Linked DNA regions of Gossypium hirsutum: all the other regions are linked to region 2. The links are chromatin contacts, called in public Hi-C maps. All regions are on one chromosome and are shown on one strand. The core of a region is the stretch at or near the end of the contact, and the rest is flanking DNA. Distances in the headings are between cores, read along the strand shown. Region 1 overlaps LOC107889568 (protein ROS1A). Region 2 holds the start of LOC107889561. Region 3 holds the start of LOC107889553 (monodehydroascorbate reductase).

The links. A called contact is a pair of places that touch in the nucleus more often than the background predicts.
Region 1: a Hi-C map of leaf shows a contact between it and region 2, with 3 times the contacts expected there. The contact joins the enhancer-like site here to the promoter of LOC107889561 in region 2. A contact is called at or near these places in 2 of 34 Hi-C or Micro-C datasets (both in leaf).
Region 3: a contact with region 2 is called in a Hi-C map of leaf, with 2.5 times the contacts expected there. The contact joins the promoter of LOC107889553 here to the promoter of LOC107889561 in region 2. A contact is called at or near these places in 7 of 34 Hi-C or Micro-C datasets (callus, hypocotyl, leaf and 1 more).

Annotation. Positions count from the first base shown.
Region 1 is chrA09:73,051,161-73,054,176 of Gossypium_hirsutum_v2.1, reverse strand. It overlaps LOC107889568 (protein ROS1A), which reads right to left. Exons shown (of 21, transcript XM_016814044.2): 21 at 2,757-3,016. The coding sequence ends at 2,974. Among protein-coding and RNA genes, the nearest start is that of LOC107889567, 9.0 kb to the left of the region's middle. Within about 2 kb of position 1,481, at least 3 of the 9 cell types and tissues checked have an H3K27ac peak or open chromatin away from gene starts, as enhancers often do. A contact at or near this core is called in leaf, where this site is marked.
Region 2 is chrA09:73,184,595-73,187,441 of Gossypium_hirsutum_v2.1, reverse strand. LOC107889561 reads left to right here and starts at 1,495. Exons shown (of 3, transcript XM_016814033.2): 1 at 1,495-2,847. The coding sequence starts at 2,034.
Region 3 is chrA09:73,327,119-73,330,238 of Gossypium_hirsutum_v2.1, reverse strand. LOC107889553 (monodehydroascorbate reductase) reads right to left here and starts at 1,791. Exons shown (of 10, transcript XM_016814022.2): 1 at 1,637-1,791; 2 at 968-1,039; 3 at 161-212; 4 at 1-5. The coding sequence starts at 1,687.

The sequences.
Region 1 (3,016 bases), core at 232-2,731, 130 kb after region 2:
AATTATAATAACTATTAGCTGTTGATAGTTACATACTTACATCTAGTGCTATACATTAATATACTTGATTGAAATCTTCATAGAATTAGTTTATTTAAATTGTAATAACTATTAGCTATGATTAGTTACACTTAATGCACATGTAAAAAAAGAAAAGAAAAGGATATATTCACACGTTTTTTAAACTTTATCAGTATAATTAATAAAATTAAAAATATTTGTTTGTCTTTCTAAATTATTATTTTTTATTTTATATAGCTTAAAAATTACCGATAAAATTAAATTATTGATGGAAATCTCATACTTTAAAGAAAATATTTTTGATCTTTATTTTTAAACTTTATATAATTTATAAAAGTTATCTTGAATTCAGTCTAAACAACCACATGTCCAGAATTCATTTCAGCTTAAACTTTTAAATGATTTTTTTGATAATTTTTATGTTTTTAAAATTTAATATTTTTTAAAATTTGAACAATGTTTAAAAATTTATAATTTTAATGGACAAATGATTGTTCAAGAACTTGGACAATCGTTCTTGGACATCCATTTGTCAAGTTTCATTTTGAATATAAAAATTTTAAATAATTTTAAATAAATTTTTTTCGACATAGACCATCATGTCCGCGTCATTAATGGCCACGTCAATGATGTAATGGTCAAAACGAAAAATATTGGTTAAGGAACTTAATTGATATGATTTGAGAGTTTAGGTATTTAATTAAGTGCGTTTTTTTGCGAATAAGCTTAATTGATTTTTTTACCAAAGTTTGAAAACTCTTAAGTTTTTTTTAAACAATATATATTTGTGTTATTCAATTTTTAAAAAATGAAAAATAAAAAATAAAAAATTTTAAAAAAAGAAAAAGAAAATATAAATATAAATAAAAAATATTTTTAGAAATTAAATGGAACCCAAATTTTCGAAGTATAAAATATTTTCTTTTCAAATCTTGTACTATTAAGGAAAAATATATATTCAAACTTTGGAGACGATATTGTTGGGAGCAACCATATATCCCCGAAAAAATTAATCTTCATTAGTCATAAAACACAAACATGAAAAATACCTCAATTATAATTATTTTTCATTCAATACGTTAATATTTGATATATTATTATCATATTGGACCATCGGAGAAATCACATAATATTTATGATAAAATATTTATTTCATATCAATGCCAAATTTGATTACTTAAATAACAAGTAGTATCGTACTGATAAAAAAAAAACTAACTCGCAAGTAAAGCACCATGCATAAATATATTTCAAAGACACAAACATACATGTTAATCTTTCAGATATTGAATAAAGAAAATCTGGAAAATACTTAAAAAGAAAAAAATGAAAACCTGGAAAATATTCCAGGCCTAAATGTTTAAGTATTTAACAGAACAAATGCCCTCTAAAGCTTGGATCAATAAGCCAGTGAAATACAGGCCGCTAAGTCCGATCAGGAGCCCAGCGCCAGCCGAGCATCACAGGGGCTGAAAAAACGAAGGGGCCTTCAAATTTAAGGAGGGAAAGGAGCCGAGAAAGAGAAAAAAGGCGGCAAATTCTCCAACACTACCCTGTCATCTTTCTCAAACTAAATCATCTGCTGCTTCATCATTTTCTTTCATTATCCTACAAATTCAAAAAGAGGTTCGTTTCTCGATCCAGATCGTCCATTTGAATGTTTATCTTTCGTTTAAAATTGTCTAGTGTTTAAATAAAGTCGAGCTTTTTATTCCTGATATTTTCATGTGCCCTTAGATCTGCTGTTTCGATTAAAGAAAAATGAAACGCGGTTCGCTTTTTTTTCTTTCCATTCAAACTGTTATCCGGTGCAGCTTTCCTGCGCTTTTATCTCATTTCTCCCCCAGGTTTGCTACTGTTTAATTTAGCTATTTTGGGGAAAGAAGCATTTAACAATTATGATGAATTTTTCGATCTTGTCTATATTTTTTTCTGTAAAGAGCTTAAAGCGTTGATTCGTTCAGTATTTCTTTCCACGATTCAATATTGAGACATATAATTCTATGCTATTCGGTTTCTTGAGATAGAACGCATAACTGCTTGGATTTTTGCCGAACTTGAGCAAGGTAATTGGTAACGTTGAAACTCTAGAATATGAATTGGCATTTGAGATCATTACGCAATTGGAGTGTAATCGTTTTTTTTTCTGAGTTCTATCCGACATTCAGTTATTTTGGCCAAACTTGTTATATGCTATTTTAGAAATGTTGTATGTGTTGAATTTAAACCTCAAGCCTGATAGATGCTACTTTATTAAAAATAGTTGTATGAACTAGAAGTTACTTTATCAAAAACAGTTAGACTAATTCAGTCGAATTTTTGAATACTGTACGCTGATATTTTTTTGATAAAGATAATAATATGAACTAATTGAGCTAAACTTAAAACCCTAAATTCTGATACGCAGTTTCCTAGATTCCTTAGTTGTTTGCCAATCCGTCTCAACTGTAATTTCTGGGTGACATTCCCATATTAACAAGTTCTCATAATTTTTTCTGAGTTTATACTTCATCACTGTCTTTCCCAGATCACAAACTGGACCACCTTTTCATTCTGAACATTCCCGTAAGCTTCACTCGTTTTTCCTTTAATTGTTTATCAATTGTTAAGGGATAAAAGCATTTATGTCCGTGTGCACATTTAGAGGCTTGACGATGGCCTTGGCCGTATATTATTTTCATTGTAGGAAAAGTTTGGTCAATTAGCATTAGGCAGCGTTTGTTGAAGCTGATCTCTGAAGAATTGCTCAAAGTTTGAGCATGAAACTAAGTAATTAGAACCTTCTTAAACAGTATTAGCACTACATGGCTTTGTGATTATGAGTTATACAAAGATTTTCACATTTTCCTACAAACCACGTCAGTATTGTAAAATGCAATTCCACTCTCGTTTATCGTACATTGTTATTTTGTCAACTTTTAGTTGTTTGGACCCTTATGAAAGTTCCATCATTTACTCATATTCTGCTGCACCCTTTCCTTTTCCTCTGGTCAAC
Region 2 (2,847 bases), core at 246-2,745:
TAAAATTTTGTATGTAAAAATAATAGTTAAAACATAATTAAAGCTATTTAAAATGAACAATAAACAATTACAACGAAAACATACATGTTAGAATAGACATCGATAATGACAATAGAATTATCGCAAAATAAGAAAAATAAAAACACACAGATTTTACGTGAAAACCCTTTCGGAAAAAATCATGTTTTGGGAAAAGTCACGGGTAGAGAATAAGAAATCCACTAATGTTTAAAAATCAATCATATATATAAGAGGAATTTTGACTACATCTATTTAAAGATTGAAAAAAAACTCTATTCTAATCAATGTCAAATAGAATGATACCTTCGGCCTCTCGCCCCGTCTCTTATTTTGTCACTGAATTTATTTCTTTAATAAGTGACGAGATTCGAGTAACACAAACTCTAACAATACATTATCATTTGGTTAATAAAATTATAATTTGACATAAGTTTAAAAATTTTCTAAATATCAAATAATAAAAAAATTTATTTAAAATTTAATTTAGCTTAATATTTGTAGTGGATATCTTCTATACTAGCTTTATTTTATTCTTTCGGTATTTTTAATGTTGGTTCAGTTTCGTAGTTATTCTTTTTAATAATATTAAATCTAAAAATTAAATTTAAAATTTGAGAGTACAATATTCATATTGATTCTATACTAACCTGAGAGAAATAATTGAATTCAGTCTTATACAAGAAAACAGCGGTAAGAAATTCAGACAATAAGGGGTAAATATGATATCACCCAACTCTCAAGTCTCAAGCCAAATCCAATCGCAAGTGTGTATAAATTGAACAGTAAAAAAGAAAACAAAGAAGGTGAAAAATAAAAGGGGGAAGGGAAATGAGCGTCAAAGATTGAGTCAAGATCCGGGCTCTGTAACTTAGTTAGCACGCGCGCTCCACTCTTTTTTTTTTTTTTTTTCGTCGTTTTCTTTCCGCTTCGGCTCTCGAGATTCTCTCTTTTCAATTCCTTTTTTTTCACTTTTTCGTGAGATTATCTCCGATATTTTTGAGATCGTCAACGCTTCTTGCTTTGATTAAAATAATCTCCCAAGGTATGGAACAACCAACAACTCGCATTCTAAGCCGGACATCTGTCAGCAAAACCACCTTGTCTGTCACGTGGCGCATACTCAAACGCTGAGTTTGAATGTTTTTGTTTTCACTAATTGAATTTTAATTTGAAGGTAGTTGAAGTCATTTCAGAATGATTAGTCTATTTGGGTATATATTTTTTAATCAGGTTGAAAAGAACCAGTAATGTGTGTCTAGCTGTAAAGTTTAATTTCATATTTGGGGTACTAAAACAAAATTTAATGATGATCAAGTTATAATGACTCAACCTACTATCATGTTGTAGTGGAACATAATATAGGAACTCCTATACAAAGGCTTTATCGCAAGCAATTCCCCGTTTCTTTTCGCTGATCATATATACATGTCTTAACCCAGTTATTACTCACAGAAAAAGGACAATCTCAACAAATATATTTTATTTGACACTGTCAAACAATCAAACACTGGTTTTTTTGTTTTTTGGTTGTAGACCCTTTAAACGCTAGAAAACAAACCCAGTTTTTACCTTTTTCTTTTTTTAATCTTTATCCCTGCTTAAACATGTTGTCGACAATGGAGAACGAGATATAGGCAGACACCTGATCCTCTCTTATATAACATGATAAAGTACTCAGTACAGCCTTAAAAACACCTGCAATTTGCAGCCATTTCTCTTTTTACGGTGTAAATCTTATTATTATTTTATGATAATTTATTTATCACTTGTTGCCTCGATATTGTAAACTCTCCAGATTTGAATCAGGAACTCTCCGCATTCCTTCGTTATATATTTCTTTCTTTTATTTTTTCTCCTCTTACCTATATTTGTAGGCCAGCTTGCCCTCCTTCAAAATCTCTACTTTTTGCAATATCTGCACTGCATTTTTTGTATTCTGGTGTAAAGTTGAAACCTCTTCAGCTCTTTCATGCCACTGTTGAAGTCCCTTTCTTGTTGAAAATTTTGGTTTGATGATGGGTCAGAAGCATTTGCAGGAGTTACTTGAGGAGGATCAAGAGCCGTTTCATCTCAACAAGTACATTGCTGATAGGCGTTGTCAGCTGAAGAAACCATCACCTCTGACTCATCTCCAACTCAAGAAACCCAAACCCATCTCTCAAACCTCAAAATTTCCTTCCAATTTCTGCAAAAACGCTTGCTTTTTCTCCTTCCATGACTCGCCAGACCCCAGGAAGTCTCCATTGTTGGGGTTTCCATCTCCTTGCAAAAGTCCCAATGCCATTTTCCTTCACATCCCAGCTAGAACAGCTGCTCTTCTACTGGAAGCCGCTCTCAGGATTCAAAAACATTCTTCGTCCAAAACCAAACACCACAACGGCGGCACTGGTTTTGGCTTCTTCGGTTCCATTCTGAAGAGGATAACTCACCGTAACAGAAACCGAAAGCGGGAGATAGCTAACGATGGAGCAAAAGTTTCAGTCAAGGACATTTTAAGGTGGGATCCAGCTGTGGCCAAAAACAATCCAAGTCAAAAGAAAATGTCCTCATCGACATCAATATCGGAAGACAAAAGTGGTTATGAAATGGGGTTTTCATGTTCTTACAATGGTAGGCCAAGCAGTGCTGTTTGGTCAGAGAGCAATGAGGAGAAATCCTTGGATACTTCTTGTAGCTGTAGCCAATCCGAGGATTTTGAAGAGATTTTCTTGTCCAAAGATGTTTTTGGAAATAGTTCAGCTTTTCCCTCTTGCGAGAGCCCTTTCCATTTTGTGCTTCAAAGAAGCCCTTCTTTCGGTCACCGGACACCCATCTTTTCTTCGCCGG
Region 3 (3,120 bases), core at 542-3,041, 140 kb before region 2:
AGCTCCTGTGAAGAACAAATCAACAAATTGATACAGGAAACAAAGCAACCAATGTTGATGTGGCAAACAGAAGCGTAGTTATTATTGCACTTATGCGAGTTTAGAGTTTATTTAAAATTTTCAAATAAGTACATAAAAACGTATTAGGGTTATAGCTTACCCTCAGGGAAGAGATATGCTTTGCTCAGGGCAGGTCGTTCATATGGAGCCACCTACATGTATAAGAAAGCAAAAATCAGGTCATATGCAATACAAATTTACCTATTAAGGCATCAATAAATGACAACAATAGCAGCTATGATGAGTTATGTGATGTAAATGCCACTGGAACTGGCCACTATTACAGTAGAATTTAACTTTAACAAAATCAGAAATAGGGAGCATCCAGAGGAGGGAGTCCCCATGAAGACAGCAGAACGAGAGAACAAAATAATGCTAAACTGCACGCTGAAATTATTTGATGGACTATTTTGCTTTTTCTAAGCAGAACTGATAATTAGAACAAAACAATTGTAAGTGATACGAATAAAATAATGCATATAGTGATCTAAAATGTAAAAATGCAAGATACATTCTGCTTAATACAACAACAAATTCCATTCGGACGCGATGCTTAAAGTGTTGATTGAATATTATGAATTTGCCCTCGCATTGCTGCAGGAGCAAATATTATACTAAAATGAGAGAAGAGTTCTTCAACAACTTGAAATAATTTACTTACATTTTTTTTAATGGCAATTACATAGTATTAAAAAATCACAAGACGACAACCCTATAAAAGAAAAACTTAGTAGTGTTTACCAAACAACTTCAAATAGATTTTTTTTGTTTATTTTTTCCCCCCACAAGCTTCATTTTAAGAAACTAACTATTTTTAAGAAAAGTTCAATCGAAGGAAAAGCTAAATGTCCATCACTGATGTAATCAGTTTAGGTTTCATAAAGTTATATATAATTGAAAATCATACCGCCTCCTTGGAAATAATTGCTAGCTCACCAGGATGCACTCCCTGCTTGGCAAACTCTCTCGCCGCATATCCCTATAAAGTCAGAAGAGAAGAGTTTTCAGGAAAAAGACGTAAAAAAATAAAATAAATCAGTCAAAAAAAAGTACAACATAAGCCTTTTAATAGTGTGAATGCTACATAAAATGAAAGAAGCTTTAACTTTCCACATTAAAGGGTTCAAAACTTCAAATCATTGCAAAATAAAATCTAGCCATCGTTCCGATACACACACGACGCTCCATACGATTAAAACAGCAAAAGATGCATTACATGATGTAAAAAGTCGTAACCATGTTTAAATGCCTCGGTATAAATCCATTCTCAAAAACCATAACAATGAAAATTCAATGACTAAACGAATAGCAACCGATCTAAAGCTTCAGATTTGCTTTCAATTCGTTTTCACTTTTTCTTTCACTTATCATCTTAGCAGGAAATACAGGAAAACTGGATCTGTATTATTATAAAATTAAGCGATAGATGATACACATTGAGGACAAGATTGTGAAAATAAAAAAGCAAAGGCATCGATAAACAAGAGAAAAAGTCAAACAAAATTCAAGAAAATAACAAAAAAAGAAAAGAAAAGAAAGGAGAATCAAAGAGCGAGAAGTGATCGACGGAACTTACAGCAGCTACACCACCGCCAAGGATCACGTACTTGAAACTCTTCTCCGCCATTGATGATCAAAGCTTAGCTTACTCTGCTCTTTCTTTTGCTCTTAACTTTTTGGTAATTAAACAAGTTTTTGTAAAGTAGGTTCGTGAAAGTGGGTTGGTCAGATTAATTTATAGGAAAGGGCTAGGCTGCCCTTCTCATTGGCTGATCTTTAGAAGTAAACGTGATTTAGCCACGTGGCATCAAGGCTGCCGTTCATCACTGCTGGCAATGCTTCTTCCACCACTAACCCCATTCTAATTCAATTTAAAGAATAAAAAAAATATTTTTAAATTAAAATTTAATTAAAATAATTTTTAATATTTTATTAACTTTTAAATAATAAAACAAGTATTTTTGGGCGATTTTACCCAAAAACGAGCTTAAACTTAGAAATATTTTAAAACAGAATTTAAACTCAATCCAATGGATGGGCATCTCTACACTAAGAATCCCTACTATTTTTTCCAAATTTTGAAAATTATGAATCTTAAATAAATGGTAAAAAAAAAAAACCTTAATTCTACAAAACTAGTAAATGTTTAAATTAAAGAAAGACATACGCATATAACAGTTTTATTTCTGAAGCTTAATTTTTTAATAGATAATGAAAACTTTAATGTATAAAGAAACTTCCATCATTATGAATTTTAAAATGAAAATGAAATTTATTTTTATGTATAAAGAAATACATCTTTAGAATTTTCTTCCAAAACACAAGTGTGAATGGTGAAATATGTACAGAATCTTGTCGTACTTCGTCTTCCTATGAACGTAGACTCCTTTTAAATTCATATTCATATCAAAAGAAATTTTAAATTTAATCCTATGTGTTTTCTTTTGCTTTCAGGATCTTTAATTGCAGGGAGTTGAAGTTGACGTCATTGATGATGTGGCAAGGGATCTTTTTATGTTCATACACGTCAACGTGCTCCAACAAAACAGCCCTCACGCGAGACATGGTCACATGGGCTTAAACCCAAAATTATTTTCCTACTTTGAGTTGGGTCCAAAGAGTATATTGTTTTCACGTCCCACAGACAGATTTGGGCCAGCCTTTGATAGGAATTTTTTCAGTTCAAGTTAGCATGCACGGGGTGAATCGAGGTAACTATGATAAATGCTCGCCCTTTTCCCATCCATCCAATATTTTAGATTATTATTTCACCCTCGGCACTGGATTTGCTGGTTGTTGTTTAGTCAGTCATGGCGGATTTTGACTCTCCGGTCACTCTCCTCCCTCCGAGGCGGCAGATGAAAAGTTAGGGTGGCTAGGGTTTCTGTGTGGGGGTATTGGGCTTTTGGGCTGATATGCTTGTATTATCAATATTATGTGAATGACATGTTTGATCCCTATCTAGAAAACTGATTATTATTTCCATTTTGCATAATTTATAGTATTCTTTCTTCTTCTTTTTTTTAGTATATATAAAAAAAGGTCAATTTTTTTATTAGA